4 separate regions of the Mus musculus genome follow, and regions 2, 3 and 4 are each linked to region 1. Evidence: chromatin contacts called from public Hi-C and HiChIP or PLAC-seq data. All regions are on one chromosome and are shown on one strand. The core of a region is the stretch at or near the end of the contact, and the rest is flanking DNA. Distances in the headings are between cores, read along the strand shown. Region 1 has its middle 5.8 kb from the start of Gm4035. Region 2 has its middle 25 kb from the start of AI463229. Region 3 overlaps AI463229 (a long non-coding RNA gene). Region 4 has its middle 14 kb from the start of Gm47754.

Region 1 (2,751 bases), core at 156-2,655:
TCATTGTTTTTAAGGCCGTGGGAGGCCGTGATAAGGAGGCCACTGGACTCCTGACAGCCAAGAAGGGGAAGAGGAAGGGAGAGGGAGGGGAGGAGGAGAGAAGATGGGAGCTGAGGAGGAGGTAGAGAAGGAGGGGGAAGGGGAAGAGGTAGAGAAGGAGGGGGAAGGGGAGGAGGAGGGAGAGGAAGGAGAGAAGGAGGAGGAGGAGGGAGAGGAGGAGGAGGAGGAGGAGGAGGGAGAGGAGGAGGAGGGTATGACCAGCGGCAGAGAGGACTCAGCTAGTGGTCCCAGTACCCCACCTATCGAGAGCACATTCTCTAAACCTAACTTTTACTCTACCTACCTTTCAAAAGCTTTAAAATCTTTACAACCTTGCAAAAAGGACTCAAGTTACAAACAAAAACCCTTAACACACCAGACTCCGGGGAGACTTTTAAGATCCAAACTCTAGTGTCTATCTCTTATTGTCTAAGATTTGAGTCTTATCTCAGTCACAGGTTGGGCGTGCAGTCGACTGAGCTGTCTTTACCACCGGAGTCCTGCAGCCTTTGTTACCCCAGGAGAAAAGCCTGAGAGGCCCCATGTGTTCATGCTGGAACAAGGAACCAAAAGGGTCTGGGGACAGCAGCCAAGGGATGAAAGCCCCTTTCCTCACCCCGCAGGCTGGTGATGCTACTGGTACATAGCGAGTGGTTGCTATAAATTCCCAGATGTCTCCAGACTTTCCTCAGTGGCTATGTGACAAGACATTCATGCCTCCGCTTCTGTCACTCCTGCTCCCTGTACCCCCTTCCTGAGTTGAGTCTCTGTCTGCTTTGGGGTAAATTCTAGCTCAGGCAGACCAGGCAGGCCTGAGTCCTGAATCTTTGGGCTCTCTAAATAGTAGAAAGATGTAATGGGATATTGTGGGGGGCACCAAAAAAAGATACAGATGCCCAAAGGGAAAGGATGCTGCTGCCACAGTGGAGAAATAAACCAACGTGGACTAAAAATAGCACCGGGTTGGGGGTGGGGGGAGGAGGAGAGAATGGCCCACTATATTTTTAAACTGTTTTAACAGTGCAGAGAAGTGGCAAAACACCAGTCTCTGAGGAATATGGTTTGCTAAAGGGTGGGGCTGGGAGTTTGCCCACAATTATGCCCTAATGGTATTTTGCACTCCCTCTACATTCCATCCGTCAGTACATGCAAAACGGCCTTTCTCCCACATTCTTCTACAACACACTTGTAAAGGAAGCGAGCGAGCCTGTAGCTCTCATTGCTGGGATGGGAAACCAAGGCAAAATGACTGGTTGATCTGCCAAAGCCATAAGAGAAAGTCTTGCTGAGTTTGGGGTTACGCTTTGGGCTTCCCACTCTCTGTGGCTGTGGCTTTGGCCTGGCCCCGCCTTTTTACTGGATGTGACTCCAGGGCAGACAGTTTGCTAGGTTCCTGGAAGGCCGAGGTTTGCATTTGCACGAGCCTTGTAGTGGACTGGGACATTTCACAAGACAGGAGGAGAAAGCTGCAGCTGGTGTGTCTAAGAAAGGGAGGGGAGAGGAAATCTGAGGGCAAGCTGCACTGGGGTGGGGTGGCTTGTGCCCCTGCCTTCTGTCTTCCCATGACTGGACTTGTCTCTGCCCACGAAGAGCCTGCATCTCCTGCAGTGACAGCATAGGACAGGGCTGAGTCTTGTCCAAATATTGTTCTTCAAAACACCACTGTTCTTGGTCAAATGCAAAAGATAGTGAGGAGAACAATGCTCAACCTGCCCCCAATGTTAAGCTGCGGTTTTCTCTGCATACTGGGGGGGGGGGGGAGAAAGAAGAACTCTCAAGACAATTAGTGCCCACCTGTGAAGTTCTGGGCACCTGACAAAGGCGAGCTCAGCTACAGGCTTCTGCCTCTCAGCAAGGTTCTATTTTACTTTCGGCCTCCAGGCCGATGCTTGGCACTGCACTTTGAGTGTGGGGAAGATGGCTGGACCACAATGCCCTTGGCATGTATCAGTGGCATTTACGTGCTTCGCTTACCCCTTCTGACAGTCCTGAGAGGCACGCTTTACACCCACCCATCCTTTACAGATGAGCCATGAGAGGAGTTTAGCAAGGTAAGGTAAGCTGAGTGTCTCTAGACAGCCCCACCCTAGCCTGTGCGGTTTCCACCTCTGTGGAGAGAAGCCTCGCTGGGCTTCTGAACCCTGGCTGTTTCGTTAGCTTCCTACACAGCTGCCGGTGAGCAAGAGCTATCCTGGAGAGTCCTGGGCATGGTAATCTCAAATCATGGGTTTGTCCCTGGGTTTCCCCACCTTTTTTTGTTACGGGAGACAGGTTTTGTTTGCTTCCTAGAGTTTGTCTTTGGGTAACTGTCAGTGTACTCGGCTGTAACAAAGCAGGCAAGAGAGAAGCAACTGTTGAATGTTTCATTGATGCATCAGTTTATTGATGGCAGGAGGAATTCCTTCACAGCTTGAGGACTCCACACTGCTGCCGGCCTGGGATTCTATGTTGCATAGCTGTAGATGCTGTTGGTCCTCTGGGAACGGTAAAGCTCCAAGAACTGGTGCCACGGGTTTGTTTGTAAGGAAATCCTGAAGACTGACGTGTAGCTCTCCATCTTTGAACTTATAATCCCGCTTGTGGCTTCAGAGTTCTGGGATCACTCCTGTGGATCACATTAACCCAAGACAACACCCACCTTAAAAATCTCCAGGAAGTTCTCACTGGCTGGTAGACAGAACAACAGTGTCTGGAAAGAGACACGAATCACAT
Region 2 (2,751 bases), core at 174-2,673, 250 kb before region 1:
CAGGGTCTTCCCTAGGTCTGCGGGTTCAAGGCTAACTTTAACACAGACTGTGCTTAATGACCTGAAAATGGCTGTAAGTAATATTTGTGGATGTATCTTTGACCACAGGCTGAAGTGATATGAACCTAAGTTGATAGAGAAGGAAATTGAACTTCTGGATACTAAAGTTCGGGAGGGAACTAGTTGAAGAATTGAGCGTGCTTGCTTCTGTTTGTTTTACCGCTGAGAAGTTTGGCGTGTGAGGCAAGCCTGAACCGGCTTATCAATGGTGTTCCCTCGTGCTTGGCTTTCCTTACATGCAGTGACATTCCAAGACATGGCGACTGCGGTGAGGCTTAGGGAAACAACATGGGTGCAGTAACCAGCACCCGTATGGAGGTTCATAACTTCCTGTCATTTCAACTCTAGGGGGATGAGATGCCTGCTTCTGGCCTCTCTGTGAACTTAGCATCACATGGTGCATGTGCACACACACACACACACACACACACACACGCACGCACGCACGCACGCACGCACGCATGCACACATAAAACAAACCTTCAAAATGCGGTCTTGACTGATGACTTTTTTTTTTTTTTTTTTTTTTTTTTATTGTATAAGGTGAATTGACCATCATAGCCATTCTGAGGTGTTGTAGAATCAGGGACACTTAGGTTGTTGACCACCACCACGTCCTTTCAGAAGTTTGTCATTGTCAAACTGAAACTCACTCCAATCAACACTAGTTTCTCTCTCCCCTTCCCCCATGCCCTGGCCACCTCACTCTGCTTTCTGTCTGTATGGATCTGACTACTCTTGGTCGGTACCCCACATAAGTGACACAGTCGTGGTCTTTTGGGGACTGGCTTGCTTCATTCAGTCAGCATCATCGAGAGTTGAGCACACATTGGATATGCCTTTTTCCAAAATAAAATAGTGCTTCATTGCATGTGCTTTGAACCCCTCCATCTGTCAGAATGGATGTGAGTAGCTTCCACCTACTGGCTGCCTCTTGTGTATGATGTTGCCATGAACACAGATGTGTGTGTATCCTCTCAGATCCCTACTTTCCGTCTTCCCTTCTCACGTACGTGTTCTTTGTCACCATAAACACTGAGAGTTCATACTCTTCTTTCTTTGCAGAACAGCATTTTAGGATCCTCTTTTTTTTTTTTTTTGTCCTAGAGATAAGATGTACAAACAGCCAAGTGTGTCTGGGACCATGTTGCTGGCAATAAGTGTGTGCAGAAATCAACTTTGCTTTGTGTTTTCAATTGTGTTTTTAAATCACGACAGTATTTGCGACTCCATCTAGGCGCATTGAGCAGTTGGTCTTTCTGGCCAACAAACAGGTGGTTTCTTCTTGGAGGCTGTGCAGAAGGCCGTGGCCCATGACTCTGCAGTGGGGGCTCCTGCCAGCTCCTCTGTGGCTTCATAATGCTCTGCACATGTTCCCTTGAGCTGACACCTGCCCACCCCATCAGCCCCTGTCATTTCCTTCCCTGTGTTTCAGATTGAGCTTTCAAAGCCCGGAGCAGCTGCTTAGCCAAGAAGTCATTTAGAAAATGGAAATAAACCACCCAGTACCTCAAGAAAGCTCCTTCTCTGAATCACATCAAAAAAAAAAAAAATGTCTTTACTCACATCTTGTTCATGATGCCCAGGAGGCCAAGGAACCATTCTACCCAAGGGTAGGTTTTGTGGGGACCTGCCTGGCAGTTCAGTTTTGTGGGGAGCCAACACACTCAGTTTGGTGGGGGTGGTCCTGTCTGCTTCATCCTGAAAAGTTCATTCTGGGTCTTGGGAGCCCTCAGACCCATTACCCTCACCCCCCACCCCCACTCCACCCTGTTAGAGCTCTCCTTTGCTAAGATCTTTCCTGTCCATAATCTCCTCCCTCAGAGATCTCTCCTCAAGAAGTTCCCCCTCAGAGATATCCTCCCTCCTCAGAGATATCCTCCCTCCTCAGAGATATACCTTCCTCAGGTCTTCTCCCTCAGTGATCTCCTCCCTCAGAGATCTCTAGAGGTCGCCCTTAGAGATCTCCTCACTCCTCAGAGATTTCCTCCCCTGTCAGAGATCTCCTCCTTCCTCAGATATCTCCCCCTTAGAGATCTCCTCCCCTGAGCCATCTCTTCCCCCTCAGAGATCTCCTCTCCCTCAGAGGTCTCCCCGACATAGAACGTCCCCTCAGAGAGTTCTTCCTCAGGCGACAGTCTCTATTAAAGGGTTGTTTCTTTGTGTGAGTCTCAAATTTGTCTTCAGTTTAAATCAAACAAATTAATAATGGAATGGATGGGATGAATTTTGATCTCTCAGTCTCTCTTTCTTAAGGAGCATTGATGAGCCCCTTACTAGTACATGATTAGCCAAGTGTGTGGAGGGCTCCTGGTAGGATTCTCTAGGAAGGGAAGGGAGGTATCATGGGTATAACATGTGGGTTAGAGCAGTGGCGAGAGGGTGCAGCGACACCATTCTGGGTCGCTTGCTCAGACCATCTACCCTACAGCCCAGGGGAGGCTTTTATTGCCTCCCCTCCCTACAGGGCAACAGTCCCAAGCCTCACTTCTCAGTTGTGCTGCTGTTTGGAATCATGGGTATAAAAGGATTGCAGCCTTCTCTCTCTATCTGGTACACAGTTCTCTCCACCTTTTATACACCTCTGAAAAACTTGAGTATTGGGAGAGATGGCTTAGTAGTTGAGAGTACTAGCTGCTCCTCCAGAGGACCCAGCTTCAATTCCCATCACCCAAATGGCAGATCACAACT
Region 3 (2,751 bases), core at 81-2,580, 220 kb before region 1:
CTTCCTCTTCCTCCTCCTCCTCTTCCTACTTCTCCTCTTCCATCCTCCACCTCTTCTTTCTCCTCTTCCTCCTCCTCTTCCTCCTCCTCCTCTTCCTACTTCTCCTCTTCCATCCTCCACCTCTTCTTTCTCCTCTTCCTCCTCCTCCTCCTCCTCCTCCTCTTCCTCCTCCTCCTCCTCCTCCTCCTCCTCCTCCCCCTCCTCCTCCTCCTCTTATGTTTGTTTGTTTGTTTGTTTTCCCCAGACAGGTTTCTTTGTGTAGCCCTGGCTGTTCTGTTCTGGAACTTGCTCTGTAGACCAAATTGGCCTCGAACTCACAGAGATCTGCTTACCTCCGCCTCTGAGTGCTGGGACTAAAGACGTGCGCCACCATTGCCAGGCACCTTTCCCCAATCCCCCCAGGTCCCACAGCTCTTGATGCTTTTATCTCACTGGAGATAAAAGTAGATTCTGCACAATACAGCTTCCCACCACGGCAGCAGGCCTTCCAGGCACCAATACCAAGTCATCTAAGGAGAGTAAAGCCAGGGCTAGTTTCTGGAGCCTTGCTTACCCACAAGAGAACGTTTAATGTTTCTGCTGCTGGGTGCCAGGTATTTTGCTGGGGTGTGGCATCTGATGATGAGCCAAATGTGAGAAATAGATTATTATGGTCCTCTTTCAAAATGAGGTGTTTTTAGAGTTCATTAGTGTTACAGATGAGGTGGAGGCAGTAGATCCCTCTCTCCCTAGCTCATGTTTACTTGTCCTAGAGCCCTGAGAGATGGAAACTTACAGGTAGTCTCACTGCCTGAGCCCAGAGAAGGGGGCCAGTCTCAAGTCCCAACGTATTTGTTGGATAACGTTATGTCTTACAAACCAACGAGATGGGAGCATTTGGGACAGGGGGAAGTCCTAGCCTAAAAAGAGAGGATAGGAATTTCCTGTTATGGGCTGTACTGGGGGCAGGGGAGGAGACCTTAAAAAAAAAATCACAGCCTATGCCGATCAGCATGTTGACCATCTTTGCCCCGCCCCATGGTGATGTCCCTTTCTGCAGAATGGTGTAGTAAAACCGCTTCATTTTCACTAGTTTTAAATTTTTGTTCTTACACTATTCCCAACACAAGGACACATGTTGTTCCCTGGCCACAAGGATCCTAGGCCAGGGGGTCAGAAGGTACTCACGAAGCCTGGCTCAAATCCTAGCCAGGTGACACATCTTGCTACGGAGCTGTAGAGGTGGGACAGCAGGAACACAAAGGAGGGAGCAGGATGGGGCTGTAGACTGTGTGTGTCTCATCCTCCCCCTCCCCACCCCCGCAGGCCACAGCCTCCGAGAGGAACTGGTGAGTGCTTATGGAGCAAAGAGCATGTAGAACCTTCTAGTCTCTGACCACGTGGTAAGATGGAGCATCTGTCTCAGCAAGCTTTGCTCTCTCTTTTCTCTCTGGCCTATTCTGGTCCCCTTTCTGCAAGAGTTTGATTTTCCCTCTCTTTTCTCTACATGTCTGCAGGTGTGTCAGTACATGGATGGATAGACAAACACACACGCTCATGCACACATACTTAGGCACATACACACTTAGATACACACTTATACACACACACACACATGCTCATGCACACATACTTAGGCACATACACACTCAGACACATGCACACACTCACTCACATACACTCAGACACACACTCACACACACACATGCTCATGCATACATTCTCAGGCACACACTCAGACACACACACACTCAGACACACACATTCAGATACACTCAGACACACAAACACACTCAGGCACACACACACTCACACACACACTGAGACATGCATGTCCCATGTGGGGATAGGTTGCACTTCCTCTTTCAGCTGTGGCTTCTGGGCAGCTGCTCTACTCTGTCATTTCTGCCTTATGAAGCTTTGTCCCTATTCAAGTAACAGAAAGCAGAAAGTGGCCCGGGAAACTCGACCTTCAAGCACACAGAACAAAAGAGAGAGCCACTGTCTTCCTGGAAATGGTGCATCAAAACTATTTGCTGGGATTGGCTTAAAGCTGGCTTGATGGCTATGGTCTATTTTTGGATGGGTCAAGCTGGTATAAAAAGGATGTGTGAACGTGAAGATGAAGAAATGCACTTTCTATGGACAGAACTAAGACTCACCTGAATGAGTCTAGGAAAGAAACTTAACTCAGTTACAAAATGCTGGATAAAGCCAAGAGACTTAATAAAGTACTTTCTTGTCAAAAAAAAAAAAAAGAAAAGAGAAAAGAAAGGAAGGAAGGAAGGAAGGAAGAAAGAAAGAAAGGAGAGAAAGAAAGAAAGAAAGAAAGAAAGAGAAAGAAAGAAAGAGAAAGAAAGAAAGAAAGAAAGAAAGAAAGAAAGAGAGAGAGAGAGAAAGAAAGGGAGGAAGAAAAAGTGAAACTGTGTATCTAAATGACAAAGAGCGATTTCTTTACTTTGTGGGTTTCATGGCTCAGGCAGAAGAGGAGTTAACGCGCCATCAGTGCCAGGAAGCAACAGACCAAAAGTCACTCTGGCTATTGCTTGGAACAAGTTCTGCGCAACCAGTTACCGTTTCTCAAGTGTTCTGAAAGTGAGCCAAGAGCAGTCTGCAGAAGCGGCGGCCGGCCGGCTAAGCAGCAGCGTGGACTGTTCTCATCTCGGGCAGACGGCCGAGCAGCTTGTACAGTTATCTCTTTAATTGGCATCTCCTTTGCTTTTATTTAAAGCAGAGCCTTCTGGTGCGAAGTGCACTGAACTACCAGGGTGC
Region 4 (2,751 bases), core at 65-2,564, 150 kb before region 1:
GTCTGTTCGGAACACACCCAGACTTTTTGTGTGTGTCTTTATTCCCTCAACACAACAGGGCAGCAATTGTCTTTACATCACGTTCACTATCAAAAGGCATATTGGGATGATTTGAAGTTTAGAGGAGGCTGTATATATCTTATATGCAAATACCACTTCGTTTTATACTGTAAAACGTGGCCATAAGAGTTAGTTCATAGAAACAATTCCTTTCAGGTGTGAAGGCTGGCTGTGTTGGCTTTCCATTGGGCTAAACTGAATATGGGCATACAGTCCCATCAGCTTCTTGTGGAAAATTAAAATACACCAACTTTTTACATATTCAATGTGAACACGGCTACTCTAGCTGAGGACATTTTAAATGGTTTCTCAGTTTATAGATTTTTGGGTTTTTGTGGTTGATGTTATTGTTTGATTGTTTTTCTTGTAGTTTGGTTGTTTTTTTGGAAATGCTAGAATTTCTTTTGTCTCAGCAGGTGCCTATTTTATTTTATTTTATTTTATTTTATTTTATTTTATGGCCAAGATCTCGCTATGTAGCCCGAGTTGGCCAAAACCTCATAATCTTCCCACCTCAGCCCTCCAGGTCCTGGCTGCAAATTGTCCCCACCATGCCAGCCTCTAAAAGCAGAAGTTTAACTGGGACCCATCTGCATGGGAACTGAAGAGGGAGGCTGTAGGGTTGTAGGTCAGATATCTCTAGAGAAGAAAGATCCTGTCTTAACTCCCTTCTGCCACTTAAAGGACGAGCAGAGAAAAAGAGAAAAACCTTCTGTAAAGTGCAATGTCCTGAGACTGGTCTCTAAGGTCTGAGAAACCAAGTGCAAATGAATGTATTTTAATCCAGATTTCATTTTCTGAAAACTATGGCCCCTAAGATCCTAAGGGTCAGGAGCTCATGGAAGTTTAGAAAGGATGCTTAGAAAAGCTGTCCATGGGCCCCAAAGGCCGCTATGTCTCTGCACAGGCTGAACTGGAACTCAAAGGACAGCCTAACCTTTCCAGGAGCCCAAAGTGAGAGAGTCTTTGCTCCCTATGCAAGGGTAAGGCACTTAGTGACCAGGATACGGTGCACAGGTTGGAAGGATCCCTAAGCTCTGAGAGAGGGTACCTCCTACAGGGAAACAGCTCCGTCCCCCGTGGTTCGTTTTGCTAGACAGCAAATTATTTAAGCACATTCAACAGTCTTTGTGATCCGCTGTGACATCTGCCACAAGGAGACTCTAAAACTGAGGAAGTCAGCAGTTGGGACGGAAACTGCGGGTCAAGCTTTAACTCTGTGTGACATTCTTTCAGGGACTTTCTTCCCAGAAGAGCTTGAGTTAGGATCCTCCCCGGGGCTTCCCTCTGGTAAGGGTGTTAAGTCAAACTGCTGCTCTGCCTCTGCTGTAACTGTGGTCATCCAAAGGTAACTCACCCTACTTCTTTTGTTGTTTATAACATTTCACAGGGAGAGTTCTCAGCCCCGTTTCTCTCAGTTCTGACACCACAGTGCAACCCCCAAGCCCTGCTTTATTGTGGATCTTGTTTATTATACTTCAATAATAATGATGATGAAAATTTAGGCAAATTAGCCACTACTTTTTAATTAAATTTTTATTAGTGCTTTGAGATTTTTGAGTTTCATAACAATGTGTTTTGATCATAGTCATTCCCCTGTCCCACCGTCCTTTGCTATCTACTCAGTTTTGTGTCCTTAAAAAAAAAGGACAAGCCATAAGGACCAATTTGTGCTGCCCGAGATATTCTTGAAATATGATCTTCCACTGGGGTGTGGCTGACTTACCAAGATCTATGCTCTTAGAGACAACCATCTCTCCTCCTCCCAGTGGATAACAATTACCAGTGGCTTCGTGGCTTGGGGTGGGTTGGATGCCCAGTTCCCATCTCTGTACTAGGATTTGGTCTGGCTTGGGCTTGCATGGGTTTTGTGTGTACAGTCACAACCAGCACTGTGAGTGCATTTGTGCAGCTGTCTGCTGTGTCCAGAAGGTTCTTAACACACACGTACACACACACACACACACACACACACACACACACACTCATATATTTCCTTTACAACTAAACATTCTGCACTTTCATATTCTGTGCACTCTAGTTAGGTGTGAGTCATTGTATTAATTATCATCTATTGCAAATAGAAGTTTCTCAGATGAGGGTTGATCTATGGGATAAGTCAATGGGATTCAATTTAGTACTGTGCCCACTTAGCAGCATGATTGCAGTAGTTCTCCCTTAGGGCCTATGACCCGTCTAAGCACCATTCTTGGCCTAATAATGGTGTCAGGTAAGGGCTTCATCTTGTGGAGTGGGACTCAAATCCAACCAGGAAGTAGTTGTTTACTCCAGTGGTGTGTGTGCCACAACTCCGCCAGCAGTCATGTCTCGCTGGGCCAATCGTTAATGCAGTTGCCACTTATCTTGGGCAGAGCAGCACGGAGAGTGTTGGGTTATTGTGTGGGAGAAGAGGAGACATGATAGAGGTTTTTTTGTTCATTTGTTTCGGGAAAGATTTTATACTAAAGCGCAGAGACTTTAGATAAATGAAGGTAGTAAGACTGTTGCTGTTATGATCTTGAATGCCTCGCGGCTTCAGAAGGATGACACCAGGCCAAACAGTTCTACATGAGGTTTATTGGGAGAAAGAGGGGCAAGGTGGTGGCGGAAAGAGAAGGGGGGAGAGGGGGGGGGGGAGAAAGAGAGAGAGAGAGAGAAAAAGAGAGAGAGCGAGCAATCGGGGGCCTTTCT

The links. HiChIP or PLAC-seq counts read pairs in DNA pulled down with a chosen protein or histone mark. Hi-C and Micro-C count contacts between places; a contact is called where the count stands out from the background.
Region 2: a contact with region 1 is called in a CTCF HiChIP or PLAC-seq map of large pre-B cells, with 4 times the contacts expected there. The contact joins two enhancer-like sites. A contact is called at or near these places in 1 of 15 datasets of contacts at CTCF or cohesin (large pre-B cells), 2 of 484 Hi-C or Micro-C datasets (bone marrow-derived macrophages and nephron progenitors), 7 of 115 datasets of contacts at active chromatin or transcription factors (cardiomyocytes, embryonic stem cells, large pre-B cells and 1 more) and 1 of 9 other capture datasets (embryonic stem cells).
Region 3: a Hi-C map of pre-B cells shows a contact between it and region 1, with 2.9 times the contacts expected there. The contact joins two enhancer-like sites. A contact is called at or near these places in 6 of 484 Hi-C or Micro-C datasets (the G1E-ER4 cell line, Th1 cells, extraembryonic ectoderm and 3 more), 6 of 115 datasets of contacts at active chromatin or transcription factors (the HPC-7 cell line, bone marrow-derived macrophages, effector CD8 T cells and 3 more) and 1 of 9 other capture datasets (embryonic stem cells).
Region 4: a Hi-C map of the HPC-7 cell line shows a contact between it and region 1, with 4 times the contacts expected there. The contact joins two enhancer-like sites. A contact is called at or near these places in 8 of 484 Hi-C or Micro-C datasets (ECoMG myeloid progenitors, the HPC-7 cell line, bone marrow-derived dendritic cells and 5 more) and 5 of 115 datasets of contacts at active chromatin or transcription factors (bone marrow-derived macrophages, double positive thymocytes, embryonic stem cells and 2 more).

Annotation. Positions count from the first base shown.
Region 1 is chr13:37,439,520-37,442,270 of GRCm38.p6, reverse strand. No RefSeq gene overlaps it. Among named protein-coding and RNA genes, the nearest start is that of Gm4035, 5.8 kb to the right of the region's middle. Within about 2 kb of position 1,405, at least 104 of the 459 cell types and tissues checked have an H3K27ac peak or open chromatin away from gene starts, as enhancers often do. A contact at or near this core is called in the HPC-7 cell line, Th1 cells, bone marrow-derived macrophages and 2 more, where this site is marked.
Region 2 is chr13:37,690,908-37,693,658 of GRCm38.p6, reverse strand. No RefSeq gene overlaps it. Among named protein-coding and RNA genes, the nearest start is that of AI463229, 25 kb to the right of the region's middle. Within about 2 kb of position 1,423, at least 38 of the 459 cell types and tissues checked have an H3K27ac peak or open chromatin away from gene starts, as enhancers often do.
Region 3 is chr13:37,657,325-37,660,075 of GRCm38.p6, reverse strand. It overlaps AI463229 (a long non-coding RNA gene), which reads left to right. Exons shown (of 3, transcript XR_382206.3): 2 at 1,306-1,382; 3 at 1,915-2,751. Among named protein-coding and RNA genes, the nearest start is that of AI463229, 9.0 kb to the left of the region's middle. Within about 2 kb of position 1,330, at least 141 of the 459 cell types and tissues checked have an H3K27ac peak or open chromatin away from gene starts, as enhancers often do. A contact at or near this core is called in the HPC-7 cell line, Th1 cells, bone marrow-derived macrophages and 1 more, where this site is marked.
Region 4 is chr13:37,593,899-37,596,649 of GRCm38.p6, reverse strand. No RefSeq gene overlaps it. Among named protein-coding and RNA genes, the nearest start is that of Gm47754, 14 kb to the right of the region's middle. Within about 2 kb of position 1,314, at least 51 of the 459 cell types and tissues checked have an H3K27ac peak or open chromatin away from gene starts, as enhancers often do. A contact at or near this core is called in the HPC-7 cell line, bone marrow-derived macrophages and granulocyte-monocyte progenitors, where this site is marked.